Regions from separate parts of the Oryctolagus cuniculus genome. Here region 1 is linked to region 2. A link is a contact called in public Hi-C data. All regions are on one chromosome and are shown on one strand. The core of a region is the stretch at or near the end of the contact, and the rest is flanking DNA. Distances in the headings are between cores, read along the strand shown.

Region 1 (3,288 bases), core at 773-3,272, 190 kb before region 2:
GCAGGTGAGAGCGAGAAGAGCCAACCTCTTCTTCCGTGCCTCAGGGTACTTCGTGCCTCCTGGTACTTCGGGAACACGGTGCACAACAGTGCTCCTCCTACCCCACTCATTCTAGAACCATCCCAGTCCTGGGCCTGGGCGAGGTGGTGATCCAGGAAAAGCGTCCGCCATTGCGTTTCCTAAAACATCCCATCAACCCGAACCGGTTTAAGGTTCTCAACAGCAGAGACATGCAAGGAGAATAAACGAAGGGCCCGGACCACAGGCGCTCGTTCTAAAGGAGTCTGCGCTGGTCGGGACCAAACGTCACGCGCGTGGACGCCCGCGCGGGTATAAGAGAATCACCGGCCGACGTCGCTCGGGGGGAATCGACTGAAGACGGCGAACAAGCCTGCCTTGTCCTAACGCATCAGGTTGCAAACTCTCTCCCTGGTTTACATTACGAGGAGGCGCGCCAAGGGCATCTGCTCCGGCCTTAAATGCCTGCGGTAGCATTTGGAATCGGGTAAGCTGGGTTCCTGTCCGTGGCTGGAGCCTCGCGTGGCCGCTGCCTGAGCGAAACCTGAGAGACCGCCTAAGGCGCGCACTCTCCACCAGCACAGGCGCGGCTCAGGCAAGCCACCTGGTCACTGCCCCACGGTTCTTCCTGGGTGCCAGTGTGTGCCAGCACCGTATTAATACCTGGGGAGCTCCTGGACATTTTGGCGCGGCGGGGCGGGGAGGCAGGCCCGGGATGCTCACCCGCGCTGCTCCCAACCTGACCCCACCATCTACACACGTCTAAAAAGTGCAATGCCTAGTGATAATTTGGAGGCGCCAAAAGCAGGGGAAAAAAAAAAAAAAAAACAACTCGTGGCCCGAGGCCTGGCCGCACTCTGTACCCTTCCCCTTGTTCCATTCCCGTGAGGGGAGGATTCGCGGGGCCCCAGGCGGACTCCCGGCTCATGCGAACCGCTAGGCTCCCCGCTCTGCCGCGCTGTGGAGAATGTCGGGAGCCTCTACTGGCGTGCGCTCCCCCGCTCCCTGGCCAACGCTTCCGCCACCCGCACGGCCATAGCGGAGGCTGCGGGGCCAGAGCTGAGATCCGGGACGGGGGAGGGGAGAGGAGAGGCCACGCGCGGCGACAGCTCCGGCGCCGCCGCCTCGCGCTCCCCCGCCGACTCACCCTGGTTGCGAATAGCTGGCTGGCTCTCGAGGCAGCTGGGCAGGTATGGTGCGTTGGGGAACATCCTGGCCTGGCCAGAGGAGGCCTGGCTGGGCGGAGGAGGGCCGAAGGGCCCGTAGCGGCAGGCTCCCGCTGTGCCGGTGAACTGGCCCGAGAAGTGGACCGTGAAGGCGCTCAGGCACTGCTCCTCGTGCGGCTCCGCGCCGCCCCAGCTCGGCTCCTGTTTGATGAAGGAGTGAGGCGGCGGCGGCGGCGGCGGGGGTGGCGGCGGAGCGGGCGGCGGCGCGGGGCCGCCCAGCGAACCGTAAGCCGAGGCGCCCGGGGGCGCGAAATCCAGCACCGGCGCCCACTGCGCGGCGCCGCTCACTGGCAGGGTGCAGCCGCCGCCGCCGCCCAGCGAGGGGACGGCCGGCAGCAGCGCATTCAGGTCCCGCACGTCGGAGCCCATCTGCTGCAGCTCAACCGCGGACGCCCCGCGGCCTCTCCGGCCCTGCGGACGCTCGGCGCTGGACTCGGCCGCACCTAACTTGGCCCAGATGCCGCCCGGGCCCCGAACTCCCGGCTGCTCGGGCTGCTGAAGGCACGCGGGCCCCGAGCAGAGCGCGTGCTGAGATGCCGGCTCCGGGGCACACGTGGAATCCGGCTCCTGCGGCGGGAGGAAGTCCAGGATCGCGGCGAGGAGGCGGCAGGGCCCCGGATCCTGGGCTGCCGTCCCGGCTCTGGGTGGCTGGGTGGGTGGGTGCGTGAGTGGGAGGTAGGGCGGGAAGGGGGGAGCCGACAGGCGGTCGGCTTGCGGAGAGCCCCCGGGTGTGGGCGCTGCCTTGAACTCCTTACCCCAGCTGCCTGGCTGCCCCCAGCTTCCCAAAGCTCAAATAAGAGGGGCCGGCGGCGGGGGAGGAGGAGGAGCCTGGAGGCTCGGCCGCTCCATTCACACCGCAGCCCTAGCCGCGCTGGTCAGCGCGCACAGCTCCTTGGGGGCGCCCTCGCCGCGGGGGCGGGGGGGGGCGGGCCTGAGGGAGCGTCCCTCGCCGAGACACCCTCCTCTCCCACCCGCCACGCGCTCTCAGCAGGCCTGTGTGGCGCAGCCCTCCCCCCACCGCCCCATCCTAGCTTTCAGGAGTGTGGGCGCCTCAAGGCCGCGGGCGAGTCCCTCCAGGTAAGCCGTGTGACCCCCTCTGCATCCTTGGAGCTGGGTGGTTCATCCTAGAGGGCGGGCTGGAGGGAGGAGCAGGTGGGATCCAAGAGGGCGGGAACTGAAGGGGAGCGAAGAAAGAGGCGGATACCCTGGGTATTTGCGCCCGCGACTTCGGCTCTTGCTTTACGAGCCGTCGAGTTGGGATGATGTCCGTAATCCTCGGGTCACTGGGGTGGGGGCGGCCCCTTTGTGGATTCCGGGGGTCGAGACCCAGGGCAAAAGCGCCCCAGCTGGGCATCAGTTACGCTAAGCGGGGCGTGTTGGATCGTCTGGGCGTGGGTTAGTTGGTAAGGTCTGAGAGGGGGGCGGTTGCCGCCTACCTAAAACTGCTGCCAGCGGCCCGTATTTTCCTTTTCTCCCAAGGAGTATCCAGTTGTGCGGTTAAGCCGGGAAAAGCGAGGCTAGTTTGGGAGGAAAGAGAACCCTTGGGGAAAACACCCGGAGCCTGCCTATACTCTGGCCGGAGCATCCCGGCGCCCAGTTGAGGGAGAAAGAGGAATGGAAATGGGGAGGGTTCGGATGCGATGCTTGCGGAGAGAGGTTGGCTCCTGAGACCGCTCTGCCAGGCACTGCCTCTGCTTCTGGTCAGCAAAGCGATGGACACGAGGCCCAGGACGCAGCGGGACAGGGAGAGCCTGCCTCGGCTCTACGTTGCGCGGCAGTGTTCGCACCGTGGGGGGCTCCGAGCGCGTGGCTTCGCCAATTAGACTCCTCCCTCCACTTAGGCGCTGTCCCGCGGAGCCCCGCGCGCTAGAGCAGGTGTTGGGGAGTTGGTTTTGTTTTGTGAGTTCTTCCAAAGTAGTGAAGATCTATCGGGAACCAGCGTATGGGTAAGGAGAAGGGCCGGGAGCCCGAAGCGGGGAGCGCCTCAGCGGCGCACAGACACGCAGAGCGCCAGGAGGCAGCGGCGATGGCGCAGCCTGGGACT
Region 2 (3,204 bases), core at 574-3,073:
ACTTCCTCTTTCTCTCACACTCCATATCTGATCTGTTCGCAAATCTTACCAGTTTCACCAATACAAAAAAAATCCATAATCCAATCAATTTCCCATTCGCACTCCACCATCCACTCTTGCCTGGCTTTCTGCAATACTTTCCTAACTGGTCCCTCTGCTGATCCACTTTAAGTCAGTTTCCAACATGCTTGCCAGAGTGATCGTTTATCAGAGTTATCCCTTACCAAGAAAAAAAATTAATCACCTCACACCAACCAAAATCCATCAGAAGCTTCCCGATTCCTTAAGAGCTAAGGCTTAAACTTTTACTGTGACCTACAAGCGCCTCCACCCCACCTGTCAATGATTAAGTCATCTCCTATCGCTCTCCCCTTACTCAAACCGTGCCCACAGGTCTCCTGGCACCTGCCTCAGGCCCTTTGCCTTGCTTTCTTTTACATGAAAGCTTCCCTGAAGATCTGTCATTACTTTTTCATTTCCTTCAAGTCACAATACATTTGAGTCATTTTGATTACTCTAGCTAAAAAGGCGCGAGTGGCTGTGTGCGTGGGCACACCCACCTACCTGCACACCTTTTCTGTGTTTATCTTTTTTTTTTTTTTTTTTTTTTTTTTGACAGGCAGAGTGGACAGTGAGAGAGACAGAGAGAAAGGTCTTCCTTTGCTGTTGGTTCACCCTCCAATGGCCGCCGCGGCCGGCACTCTGCGGCGGGCGTACCGTGCTGAACCGATGGCAGGAGCCAGGTGCTTCTCCTGGTCTCCCATGGGGTGCAGGGCCCAAGCACTTGGGCCATCCTCCACTGCACTCCCTGGCCACAGCAGAGAGCTGGCCTGGAAGAGGGGCAACCGGGACAGAATCCGGCGCCCCGACCAGGACTAGAACCTGGTGTGCCGGCGCCGCAAGGTGGAGGATCAGCCTGTTGAGCTGTGGCGCTGGCCTCTGTGTTTATCTTAATAGCGCTACGTAACGTGTCCCACACAGTATTATTTAATAAGAGCTAATACCGTGCTCACCTGTTCTAAGTGCTTTCTACTTTAATTTGCTTATTCCTCACAACCCCATGAAGTTGTCAAATTGAGCAGTGTGACCTGAGGATGGCCCCTCTCCTCCAGGCCTCATAAGAGGAACTGCCAAAGGACTACGTGAAAGACTTTAGTACACTCTTACACCAATCGAAACTGAGCGTCAGGCAATGTCAGGTGATCACCTAACACCAATAAAGCAAAGCACCTAGCTGTTGCCAATCAAGGCGTCTGTCCCTCATTTCCGTTCTCTGACCATAAATGCTGCCGGACCGAGCTACAGGCCAGAGCTGTTCTGGTTCTGAGGGCTGCTAAGTTTCCAAATCGTTCGTTGCTCAGCGAAACTGTTAAGCTGAACCTGTCTTAGGGTTTTTTCCTTCGAACCAGGTAAGTACCCAAAGGGAAACGCAAACCCGGAAGTTTATAGGCAGTGGCCCTCGAGCGATGCAGCTGGGATTCCATCGCTTGAGTCCTTGCTGTAAAAGCACGATGCACCCTGGGCTGCCTTCCGAATTCCTTGTTAGCGGTTTGCGTTCCGTGTGTGCCTTCAAATGAGAGTGGCCTGCGCGAAGGCTGTCTTGGGGCCGCCCAGAGCGGGTTCCACAGCCTGGGCGGTGTGGACACCGAGGCAGGGCCCCGCAGCTGCTCCTGGCAGTTCTTGTTCTCGCACAAGTCATTTTCACTGCCCAATAGGCTTACACTTGCAGGGCTCAGGATGGTGACACCGCAGGGAGGAATCCCGGATACGAAGCCCAGCAGGTCCCGCCCACGAGCCCCGCCCAGCGCGTCCGCCACGCCCCCAAGCCTCAGCTGTCGTACGCCCTGGGATTGGCTTCCGCGGCCCTGCCCCACTAGGACCCGGGCCCGCTGACCCGGAAGCAGTTTGCGGAGCCGCCGCGCGGCTTTGCTCCCTTTTCCGGTCGGCGTGGTTTGCGAGTGGAGCGTCCGCGGTTCCCGGGCCTTCGCCATGAGCGTCCCGGCCTTCATCGACATCAGTGAGGAAGACCAGGTGTGCTCCCGGGCGCCGCGGGTGCCGCCGGGGTGGAGTGGGGGGGGGACGTCTCGGGCGTGAGGGACCGCGGCCGAGCTGGGGCCGGGCGGACGCGACGCCGCCCTGCGGAGCCCACTCCGGGGCGCCCGTCGCGTAGGTGCAGGCGTAGAGAGGCGGCGAGGCAGGCGGGGACACGCGTCCCGGGGCTGCTGGCCGGCGAGGCCCGCCAGCCCGCTTCCTGGTCGGCGTCGGGACTCTGCTAGCCTGCTGTCGGACGGCCGAGAAGTTTCTGACGAGGAACGGTGTCTGCTTCCGTCTTCCGAGTGCAGCAGCCGCCGCCGCTGTGGGAGGTGGCGAGTCGGTAGCCCACAGGAGCAGTCCGGCAAAGGTCATCGCGTGGTGACGATCAGAATGCATTTGGGGTTGTGCAGTCACAGAGGCAGGGCTGGCCCGTGTGTTTTCACTCGTCCTTGTGCACGAGTGGGAATTGTTCTGTAACCCTGTGCAAGTGTCCGCTCCATAGCGCTTAGTGGGCGATTCTGATATTTTTAAATTGACTGGAGTTTGCTCTTTGATGTGCAGAGCCGATGTTTACAATTTCCCCCGTAATAAAAGTTTAGTTGGTGGGAATTAAACCCAACATGCCATTACATAGTCTTTAATTTTTTATAGCTAACAACTCTGTGAAGTAGTATAAGCTTGTCATTTTTTTCTACTACTAGAATGTGGAAATTTTGTTTTTCATAGCTTCATTCTGATCTAACATCTAGAATTGTAGGTAGGACTTTTTTTTCCTCTCATGGTAGGAATGCAGTCCTACACCTCTGAAAAGTAAGAAGGGGATAGATAAAGCAACGAGAAATGCCAAGGGTAAGGAGGGAGGTGAGCACAGAAAGGAAAATGAAAGACCAAAAAAACCAAGCATTTTGCCAACAATCGGCTGTTAAGTTCCTGAAAAAGAAGTTACATACATACTGTAAGGAACCTGATGGAGGAAGTTCTTGTCATTGATCTTATTTTAAGTGGCCCTTTTTAAGGCTCTGCTACTGTTCTTAGAACGCATCCGTTTCACACCAGCTGTTCCTTTCAGGAAAATACCAATTCCTTCCAGAGTTCAACTGCTCAAATTTTCAGCTTGGTTAGAGTTGAAAAATGGGCAGTTCTTTCCCTGTACTTGCTTTCCGTTGCTTG

What was found. Hi-C and Micro-C count contacts between places; a contact is called where the count stands out from the background.
Region 1: a contact with region 2 is called in a Hi-C map of an unstated tissue, with 3 times the contacts expected there. The contact joins the promoter of WT1 here to the promoter of EIF3M in region 2. A contact is called at or near these places in 2 of 6 Hi-C or Micro-C datasets (embryonic fibroblasts and an unstated tissue).

The regions. Positions count from the first base shown.
Region 1 is chr1:33,511,820-33,515,107 of mOryCun1.1, reverse strand. It overlaps WT1 (WT1 transcription factor), which reads right to left and starts at 2,022. Exons shown (of 9, transcript XM_070071870.1): 1 at 1,166-2,022. The coding sequence starts at 1,613.
Region 2 is chr1:33,320,191-33,323,394 of mOryCun1.1, reverse strand. EIF3M (eukaryotic translation initiation factor 3 subunit M) reads left to right here and starts at 1,823. Exons shown (of 11, transcript XM_002709033.5): 1 at 1,823-2,031. The coding sequence starts at 1,990.